Linked DNA regions of Ovis aries: region 1 is linked to region 2. A link is a contact called in public Hi-C data. All regions are on one chromosome and are shown on one strand. Each heading gives the region's core, a stretch centred on a gene start, on an enhancer-like site or on the middle of the called end of the contact. The rest is flanking DNA. Distances are from core to core; before and after follow the strand shown. Region 1 overlaps MBNL2 (muscleblind like splicing regulator 2). Region 2 has its middle 100 kb from the start of OXGR1.

Region 1 (5,269 bases), core at 1,810-4,309, 250 kb before region 2:
TTTCAAGGAAACACACAGCTCCTGGAGTGGACATATAAATATCTTGCATGTCTCACGCTTTGAGGAACACGTGTGGAATGTATTTTAAAAACTGTATGGGTGAATAATCACGTTATAATGTGCCTTTGTAGTACCCAGATGTTCTGTTTTAGAGGATATTATGTGACTGCAGCCATATGTTTACCTATATTGAAAGACCTTCAGGATTAGAGCAGACCTCAGAGATCCCCAAGGCCAGTGAACTTTGGGAGCTTCCTTAGGCACCTACGCAGAGAACCAGATTCTCTTTAATTGAGCTCCTACTATGTGCCAGATACTGAGCATCCATTCCAGCTGGCCTCACCAACATTTCTGATCCTCTGTCCCCTCCCCGAGCCTTCTCTATAGTGTGTGTGCATGTAGCCAGGCGTTTCATTTTCTGGATCAAGGAGCAAGCCAACTTCAAGGCAAGTGAACCAACTGCCCGGCCTTAGAGGTAAAGACCAAACCTGAGGAGTCAAGAATCGTGGACGACAGTAACCAGAGCTGCCACTTCAATGCAGAAGAAAGGGATATGGACAAGTAGGATGGAATTCAAAGTTCCTGAACATGTTTTCATGACTAGCTGATGGCAGCTGCTCTTGTTTCTTTTTACAAAATAAGTATCTTCTGGTGCAGCCCAATTTTGGTGCGTGTGTGTGAAGAAAGACTGTTGTCTTGAAGACCAGATACCCTTTGTGTTAAAATTACCAGAGAGAAGCTCTGATTTATTTTCACATTTGAAAAATTCTGGTGGGGATGATGCCCATGTTTTAAGAGCTATTGTACAAGTATAAGGCTGTAAAGGAAAGAGATGCCTCTTTCTCTGGACTCAAAGTTTGAATTCATTTTCAGGGTCCAATTAATCAAAAGAAGCAGAAATTCCTGGATAACAATAAAAACTACACTACAGTAATTCTTGGAGCTCAGGCATGAAACCCAGGTGAATGGGATACTAACATCTTCTGGCTGCAATCATCACACCCATTCATTCTCTTAAAGAAATAAAACAATCGTTTTTCCTTCATGGTGCTGAGTAATCTTGTTACTAGAGTAAGAAGACTTTGACTTCATCGAACTGCAACTGGTTTCAAATGAGCCTCTCACTTTCAAAAGACACTGTAGATTCAGTAACTTTCATGTCATCGTCAGAAAGAACCTGATGCTTTTGTTCTGAAACTACATTCCTTTGGGTTGTCTTTGAGGATGCTGCAAGACCACCTGAAATATCAGAACTCCAAATCCAGCACAGTGTAACAATGGAGGAAACTATGGCAACTAAACACGCTGACATCCACTCTAACAACCTTTGTGCATTTTGATGAGAAGGATTTGCAACTGCACCGAAGAAGGGCACGTAGACTCACAATTTAAAGAAATCGGGCTGTGTGTATACATGTAATGGCCATTTCTTCTCTTATCTCCATCAACCCAGGTCATCTACCATTGACTTATTCTAGGTACACTGCTCCTTCAATGATTCAAGAACTTATTGATTATGTAGATGTTAGGACTGCTACTTCTAAGTAGTGTGTCTTGGGTTAGTCGCTCTCTTGTATCTGACTCTTTGCAACCCCACAGACTGTAGTCAGCCAGGCTCCTGTGTCTATGGAATTCTCCAGGCAAGAATATTGGGGTGGCTTACCATTCCCTTCTCCAGGGGATCTTCCCCACCCAGGGATCAAACCCAGATCTCCTGCTTTGCAGGCAGATTCTTTACCCCCTGAGCCACCAGGGAAATCCACTTCTAGGTAACAGGCAGATAAATCAAGGCTCAGATAACTCAGATAAATTCAGGGCTCAGCGCCAAAGGTTACTATTAGTACCAGTGGTTTGTTGTATTTAACAGGTATCTAAGGAATAAGGACTGATTTTTTTCGTAGTTCCATAGCTAGACCCCGTGATGCATTTCCATCACGTCATGGAGGACCGTTATCCCTGTCACTTACTAAACTCCAAGCTCCCGAGGACGAGGAAAACTGCCTAATTTATTTATTCCATCCAGCAAGTGCCCGATGAGCGCCAGGTCTCATGGATTATCCAGTGTCTATCACACATTAAAACACACTGACGTCAAGCCAGAGATCTCACACCACAACAGATTAATTACAATCCAGTGCGGGTGGTGCTCAATTTTTGTAACACAACGGACTCACGAGGAGCTGGAAAAGAAAAGGCGCATGCCCAGGCCACACCCAAACCAATTAAATAAGAAACTTGGGGGAAGTGACTGCCCTTAGAAACTTTCACGTGCCCTCAGGTAATCCCAGACTACAGAAGCCTGGCTAGTGCAGTCCACGGGGTTGCAAAGAGTCGGACTTGATTTAGCGACCAAACAACAACAACGTGTTCTAGGCAGGTGCTTCTCAAACGTTACTGTGTATACAATCCACCTGGGGATGTTGGGAAATTTAAATCCTGATCCCAAAGGTCTGGGCGGGGGGGGGGGGGGGGGAGAAGTGGGGCTGAGTCGAGCTGTAACAGGCTCCCGAGGGTGCTGGGGAGGCCTGTGTCTTTAACGCAGGGGACTTGGGGCTACCTTCCAGGCCTTTTATTATTATTCTTATTTTTCAAAACACCATCCATACAGCTCCATCTTCATCTGTTTCATGACTTTATGTTCTGCATAAATTTTCTTTCAGGGAGAGAGGGAGTTTGCAGCATGGCCTTTGTAATAAGTAACAAGAAGTGGGGAGCAAAAAAATGGGGGCAGTGGCTCCCGGCCCGGGTGCATCCTCCGCCCGGTTCTCCTCTCTCCCCGGCTCCAGGCCGCCTCCCTGGTCCTTCCAGCCCGGTCCCGCCCGCGTCCGCGCTCCGAGAGGCGCTCTGGGCTTGGGGAGGGGCCCTCGCACCCGCCCCTGGCTTCCCTGCGCCCGCCTGAGGGATTTACTTATTGTGCTGCGAAGGGAAGGAGGGAGGAACGGAACAAAACGAAAACGAAACGGGCGGGGCGGGGGAACCACGACAGGACGGAGGCAGCGGAGCAGCGGGAGCGCCAGCCGGCCCCACTCCCGGCGGCGAGGCGCGCGTGCGCGTGCCCGCGCGGAAGGCGCGGCTCCGGGCGCGCGGGCTTCGGGGAAGGTGCGCGGCGCGCGCGCCCCACTTACCATGACTGTGGCCGCGGCCGCGGCTGCCTGGGCGGCCACCGCGGCCTGGTTGGCTTGGTGCTGCGCAGCTTTGATTTTGGCCTGCAAGTGTGCAGGAGGGTGAAAATATTTGCATTTCTCCCTCATGCAACGCCCCTTTATGTAATCCATACAAACGGTTACGGTGTTGTCGTTTGTGTCGACCATGGTGCTGTCGGCGGGGTGTGCAAAGCGGCAGTCGGTCTCTCCCCGGGCACAGTTTCCTCGCTGGAACTCCCTGCAGACCTAGGACACGGGGCGGGGGGGGGAGAAGAGCATACGATGCAGTAAAAAAAAAAAAAAAAGAAGAAGAAGATGCTTTCCCTTTCTTTGCATGCTGGCTTTTTTGCCGTTTACAATCAACCCAAGTCACTGGAATCCCGGGCAAACTATGATCACTTCAGTTTTGCTTCGCCCTGTTTGCTGGGGTGAGAATCTGTATTGAGCTAGGAAGTAAAAATCTACACTTTAGCTAAGATAACAAAAATCAACAAGGCCCCCATTGTTCTTGGGTTTTATTTATTTATATTTATTTGTTGACTTTTATAGAGAAGGGAAGGAAGGAAAGAAAATATGTTATATATATACTAATTCAGAGATTTTATATATATACACACACATATATATGTATAAAATCTGGTCTTCTGTATATAACTACGTCTCCTTCTACCATGACAACTCTGGGAAGTCGTGGGGTTTTTTGCATGGAGGGATTATTTCACCAAGGATCCAGCTACAATATCATAGCGGCACAATTCCAAAAAGAATTAAGCAGAAGTGACCAACTTGTTTCTTCTCCCTGAGGACAGGAAGTGGGGGGCAGGGTGAGTGTGAATACTCCCGTTTTCCCCTAAATCTCTCCTGCTCTACAAGATAAAGTGGGCTTCTAATCATAGATTAGAACAACTATGATACCCAAGACACCAAAACTTTCATTTAAATCACAATATTATTTTTTACAATAAAGAAAAGATAAAAAGGAGAGAAATATGGGAAGAGATAAAGCAGGGGCCTGGGGGAAGGAAGTAGGATAGATTTTGGAGTGTTGATGTATTGTTTCTTTTTCTTATTCTTCAGTCCTTAATTATCCTGAAATCTCTAGTAACTAAAATGCTCCATCCTCTGAGAATTCCCATGGATCAAGAGTTAACTGTATAAAGAAAATTTTCCTTGGAATTTAAAGAGTATTCTTAATCTTGCCCTAAATATCAATAATATGAAATAACACAAATAAGAAGCATATAACAGTTATAAATATCTGTATCAGAGAAAAATTATTAGTGAAATGGTAATTTCTTTTCTTAGGCTCTACATCCAGTGTTGATGTGCTTAAGTGGCGGTTCACATCTTGATCACTAGTGACTTATAGGAAGGGTCACTGGCATGACACTGGGAACCTTGTGACAGTCTTAGGTACTTGGGAAATACAGTTTCGCTGATCAGTGGCCAGGCAAGTTTGAAGGCCAAGCAGATACATCACAAAATTATTAATTGCTTCCTTCTACTTTGTATATTGTCCAACATTCCATCGTTAGCTCATAAAACGTACAAAAGAAAAATTACTAAGCTGTACCCACAGATTGTGAGTAAGCCTCCCCTTATAAGTGGAATGACTCGAGGTTGAGACGGCGTTGGGTGTTGAGCATTTACCTAGGGGCTCTGTGTGCCACTGACTTCATTCCTGCTTTGAAATAAATTGCAAGCTGCTTTGCTAAAGTCTCCGTGAATCATTTTTACATATGTCTTTGTCTGCCAATCCTGTTGGGAAGGACAACTTGTTCCCAACTCGACTGATTTAATTTGTTTTCTAAACCACACAGTCACGTACTGAACACAAAAGCTTCACGGGTCCACCAGGTGGCGCCCCAAACACTTTTCCAGTCCCGTAAAAGGTCTGTTCAATATTCACAGGGGTAGGCTGGATCAAAACTGTAGCGATGGGAGGTTATAGTCTTTTCATTTGGGGATCCACATACTTCAGAAGGAAGCTGGTATTAGGCAACATTTTATCACTTTCAAGATGTATAGAGTAAATATTTAAACAAATGCACATTGAAAGAATCATTCTTGAATGATCCCAAGATAAAGTACAGTATATATCCTAACCTTACATATGTATCAACTAA
Region 2 (5,396 bases), core at 2,461-4,960:
CTTTAGTCACAATAGCCATCCGTGCTCAGCGCTCTATATTTAGCAACTCTCTCAGAAAGATCTGAGTCTGCATTTAGCCCTAAATAGCTACAAATAAGGGAGTAATAGCAAGAGCCCTTCGAAAGCTTTTGTAGGAGGTGTTGTGCCTGGGGTGGTCTGACATCCCCGGAGCTACAGGTGTGCAGAACAGCTATAGGCAAATGCAGGTGGGAACTGATTACAGAAACCGAGCTGTGTACTGGGAAGTGCATCCCTCCACCCTTCTCTGAGACAGGTTGTAAGGAAACACTGCAGCGTGTTTGTCTGTCTGCCCAGCCCTATTTAGTGAAAAATGATTGCTCTTTGCTTCTTGTTACCATGCTCAGATGATACTATGGCAACCAGGCTGCATAAAAGGGTGGGAGGGGGGAGGAGGTAGAGGCTGCTTAGCAACTTGAAGATTTTTAAAAGGCAAGTACTCATTTTAACAGCAACAGTTTTTAAAATGCCAGTTTCGAGGCGAGGAAAGAGAAGAACATTAGAGAAAGCAAATGGGAATAAAACAGGAGAGGAGTTAAACAACAACAACAAAAAAATATGAAAAGAGAGAGAGAGACATTTCCGTGACACTTCTCAGAGCTCTTGCATGTGCATCCTTATGGAAATCCTCTGAGCTTAGCAGGGTCTCTGTTCGCTGATGGGGAAACTGAGGCTCCCAGGGTGAGGGATGTCCCAGGGCTCAGCTGGTTCATTAGGGGCTAGCCTGGAACTAAGATCCGGACAAGGCTGATTTCAAATCGCACATTGTTTATCACACCAGGTTTAAAAAAAAAGATTCAGACAATCTGAGAAGAGGAATAAAAAATACAACTCCATGAAACTGTCAACAACGTGAAAAGAGACAAGCATCTGTTTTTTCAGGTAGAACGCCACAAAAAGAACAAAAATACACTTAAATATATGGACAGAATTTGGTGCAACTGAGGTGCCATTGGCTCATTTACTTGCCTATTTAGGGCACAAAGTGGCGACCAGCAGACGGTGTTGAGCTGAATGCACTGGAGGTTGCTTGCTTCTGGAAACCAGAGCATCTGGAGAGATTCATGGACATTGCAAGGATTCAAGTTAGTGAGGGTGGAGAGGAAGGGAAGGGAGGAGGGAAGAGTTGCTCTGACTTTGGAACAGATTGTCCAAGGGGAAAAACAGGCCTGGAAATAGATGGCCACACAGTTTGGCCCAGGACCACATAACCAGAGAGGGTTCAAGCACCTACTCCAGCCTCACTGACCACCGTTAACAGTTCACAGCTCCTCTGCCACTCCAGCCCTCCACCCTGGGAAACACTAGATGGTTAAAAAACCAAACAGGCCTCCAGTATGGCATGATGGCAGTGTTCAGCTTGATCACAGCCCCCAGTAACAGGTGACCAGAACAACAATGAGAAAATAACCTGTCCGGCTCACAAGCGATCTCTGAAGCAGAGCCTGCTTCAGTGTGGTGGGATGCATTTCTGTATAGTGTGTCCTTTCCTAAATATCCCAGGGTTTAGAGGTGCCACTCAAGACCGAAGGGCTGAATCAGAACCGCGCTGGTGGGAGCTTTGCCCTGTTTGGAGTGTTCTGTGGAATATGTAGATGGGAGGGTGGGGGTGAAGGTTGAAAAGAGCTGCTGGCTGACTTTCCTGCTTGTCAGCCATTCGTCCATGAGCATTTCTTTTTCTTTTTTTTTTTTTTAATATTGAACTACAGTTGCTTTACAGTGTTATATTAGTTTCTACGGTGCAGCTGAGTTGGGCAGTCACACAAATACATGTATCCTCTCTCAGTTTCCTTCACATTTAGGTCAAGAGCATTGAGTGGAGTTCCCTGTGCTCTACAGCATTTCTCCCTAGTTATCTATTTGTTCTCCCCGGTTATCTATTTCATACGTAGCATCATCAGTGTCAATATGTCCTGGACATGAGCATTTCTGGAGGAATGCCATGTGCCGGGTCCCAGTGAGCTTCCCACGCTGGTTCTCTTCACTCTCACCCTGCGAGGAGAGGACCCACAGCTCCGAGGGCCTCAGGCCTCCCAGAAGAGGCCACCGTTTCCCTTCTCCTTAATAACACGGTGCTGATGAGACAAGTGCTGTTTTGGGCTCCAGCGGTCACAACCCATCTCCGTGATGGCTCTTCTTGGCATTGCTTTCACTTGCTCTTAATTGAATTGAATTGCAGAGGCATTAAGAAACAGTAAACAGACTTCTTTCCCCTGTCCTCTTGGTACCCCCAAGGGTCTAGGTGACTCAGAAGGCTCCTAACCAACCCGATGCCACTGACGTTGGGTTTCTAGAGCCAGGAGTTTGAAGGACGTGGGACTGGATGGGTGGGGCTGTCTTCCTCATGACACAGTAAAAATGCAACGAGTCAACTTCTGGCTTAGTTCTAATTTTGCCATTGGCTCCACCTTCCAGCTCTTCAACACCTCTGTCCCCCCGTGGAATTTCTTACGAGCCCCAAACAGACTTCCCTGAATCCTTTCCTACTGTCCATTAATTCTTCCCGAGTCTTCAGTCCCCCACAGGGAAATACACTTCCCATCCTGGGCACTGCAAATGGTGACAAGTTACAATGGACATTTTATAGCATTTTCAATATACAAAATACAATTTTCAGATATACAAATCATTTTCAAATGCCATTACCTCATTTATAGAAAAAACAGCTATAATTGTTTACATACCAACATCCCCAGTTTATAGATAATGAGAATCAGAGAGAAGTGCTTTAGCGGGTCTCCTCCAAAGTCAATTCAGCTGCGAGACTACTAGAAAGCTAGTAAGGTTGGGACAAAGTCCAACTCCCAACTCCCTGCTCCTTAAGGATTTGGAAAACTCCTTCTCCTGTGGCTTACGTTAATTAAACCTAAACCTGCCTTTTAGAGCAAAGCAAAACAAATATGCTCTCTCTTTCAAATATTGGCCCTCCAAATATTTGAAGGCAGCGACTGGCTGCCCTCCAGGGCCTCGTTTCTCACGTTGGAAAGTGCAGGAAATTCACCCCAGGGAGTTTGCAAACCTGTCGGTTCTGATTCGGTGGTTTTGGGGTGTGGCCTGAGATTCTGGTTCCTAACAAGCCCTACCTCCTCCCAGATCAGTTGCTCAGAGCAGGGGGGGGGCGGGGGGGAAACCATATAAAATTAAGAAAAACACTTTTCATATTCCTGTTTCCTCTTCCCCTGCATTTATAAAAGCTCCCAGCTCACATAGGGCACTTCATAAATGTCCAATGTGTTTGGACAGAAGGGAGGCAGACTCAGTGACATCAAATACCTTCCCCTTCTTCATCCCAGCCCCATCCTTGGTTTAGAAAAAGCCTTCGCTTCTTACCCGTTACTCAACTCATCCGATTAACAGTTATCCTTTCTAAATCGGGAATAACTGTAAAAATGACTATTAGGTGCCTGGTGTACAAGGAAGACGTCTAATAAATCTCAGTGATCACCCCGCAAACAAAACCGAACCAAAGAAAGCAGAGACTTAAACAAGAATTGCCAAAACACTGTGTCCTCGCTGGAATAAGACAGGAAAAAATGCTCCACTGGAAAGAACACGCTGCAAGGAGCGCTCGGTCGACCTCCCCCCAAGGGAAACGGCGCGGCTAGCGGGGCGCCGACCAGGCTGCGGGGGCGCCCGGCCCGAGCTCTGCTGCCCTCTGCTGGCCAGACGCCCGCCCACGAGTCTCGTCGCATCGCCGCGGCTCCCAGGGGACCTGTATCCTCAGCTAGTAGGTTATGCAACACCGGACTGCAACGAGAGCACGTGTGAGAAAAGGAAACCACTGACCTCTTGGCGCTTCGATTAAATACAAAAGATAAGAGAAGCGGAGGGCGAGAAAAGAGCAAGTGCCTTCTCAACATAGAAGGGACCGAGCAAGGATGTACTCAAATGCACTCTGAGCAGGAGCTCTTAGAAGCAGGGGGACCACTCCTGTTTCGAATATGAAGAACCTGAAGCTGGGGGAAGATTGGGGATTGACGTTAGTGAGGGAAGTATCACTAGGGAGAGATCCAGCCAAGTTTGGAAGGGGGGCCCTTTCTGACTTCCAAATACCAGGTTTCTATACCTGGCTCTTTTATTCCTTAGCTAAGGGGCTGGACCAGATACTTGGTCATGTTGGGTCTTGATGTTCTTCATTTTTCAGATGAGGGACTGACTGAGGTGGGCTCTGTGGTGCCTTTCAGTTCTCACATTCTGAGTACAACACCCTGAGAAGACCATAATTCAAACAGGCACATGTACCCCAATGTTCACTATTTATAATAGTCAGGTCATGGAAGCAACCTAGGTGTCCATCAACAGATGAATGGATAGGGAAGATGGGGTACATGTATCTGCTCTTCTTAAGCAGGAGTAGACTATGGGATCATCTTCCCCAGGGGGACTCTGCATTTCTCATCAAACAAAGCTACGGGGGACTAGCTTCCACACCCACCTAGTAGCACCAGCATACTGGACCCCCTGACATATTCTTCAATTAGTCAGGTAAGTCATTCAGTCGTGTCCGACTTTGCGACCCCATGGACTGCAGCACACCAGGTTTCCCTGTCCATCACCAACTCCCAGAGCTTGCTCAAAGTCATGTCCTTTGAGTTGGTGATGCCATTCAACCATCTCATCCTTTTAAGTCCCCTTTCTCTCTCTTCCTTCAATCTTTCCCAGCATCAGGGTCTTATCCAATGAGTCAGTTCTTTGCATCCAAAGGATTGGAGTTTCAGCTTCAGCATTAGTCCTTCCAATGAATATTCAGGACTGATTTCCTTTGGGATTGACTGGTTTGATCTCCTTGCAGTCATATTCTTCAGAGGCTACCAAATTATTTCAAAGCTGTGTTTTTGAAACAAGCCTTCAAGTTTTAAATGTTGATCACTGGTGAAATTTCCCAGTCAATCTCGCCCATTCAAAATACACGGTTAATGTTGCTGAGAAATGAACACTACAAACTGAGCAGGTTCATCCATGCCTGTCAGGCTCCAGGAGACATGAACATTTTTATATTTTTTGGCACAAGTCCCTGAGGTCCCACTTAATGAGCTGGTGGAAACTTTAAATTATTTTAATCTGCTTTATTGAGGTAAGATCAACATATAAAAAGTTGTAGATATTTAATGAATACAATTTGATGTGTCTGGAGGTAAGTGTGCCCTCAAAACCATCATTATAATCAATGCCATAAACGTATCCATTGCCTCCAAAAATTTCCTCCCCCGCTCTGTTTTTGTGTTTCTTTTTTTTCTATCATTCATCCTTTGCTTCAGGCATACTTGCTTTCAGTCTGAATCAATCCTCAAGGCATTTTCGTTTGTTTCTTTATTGATAGGAAGTGGGTGGACATTTCAGTCCTGTCTAGTTTGGATATTGACTTATGACTTTCTTCT

The links. Hi-C and Micro-C count contacts between places; a contact is called where the count stands out from the background.
Region 1: a contact with region 2 is called in a Hi-C map of liver, with 6 times the contacts expected there. The contact joins two enhancer-like sites. A contact is called at or near these places in 14 of 16 Hi-C or Micro-C datasets (blood, hypothalamus, liver and 7 more).

Annotation. Positions count from the first base shown.
Region 1 is chr10:73,877,486-73,882,754 of ARS-UI_Ramb_v3.0, reverse strand. MBNL2 (muscleblind like splicing regulator 2) reads right to left here. Exons shown (of 8, transcript XM_060394207.1): 5 at 3,126-3,389. Among named protein-coding and RNA genes, the nearest start is that of RAP2A, 97 kb to the left of the region's middle. Within about 2 kb of position 3,059, at least 33 of the 54 cell types and tissues checked have an H3K27ac peak or open chromatin away from gene starts, as enhancers often do. A contact at or near this core is called in liver, where this site is marked.
Region 2 is chr10:73,625,050-73,630,445 of ARS-UI_Ramb_v3.0, reverse strand. No RefSeq gene overlaps it. Among named protein-coding and RNA genes, the nearest start is that of OXGR1, 100 kb to the right of the region's middle. Within about 2 kb of position 3,710, at least 6 of the 54 cell types and tissues checked have an H3K27ac peak or open chromatin away from gene starts, as enhancers often do. A contact at or near this core is called in liver, where this site is marked.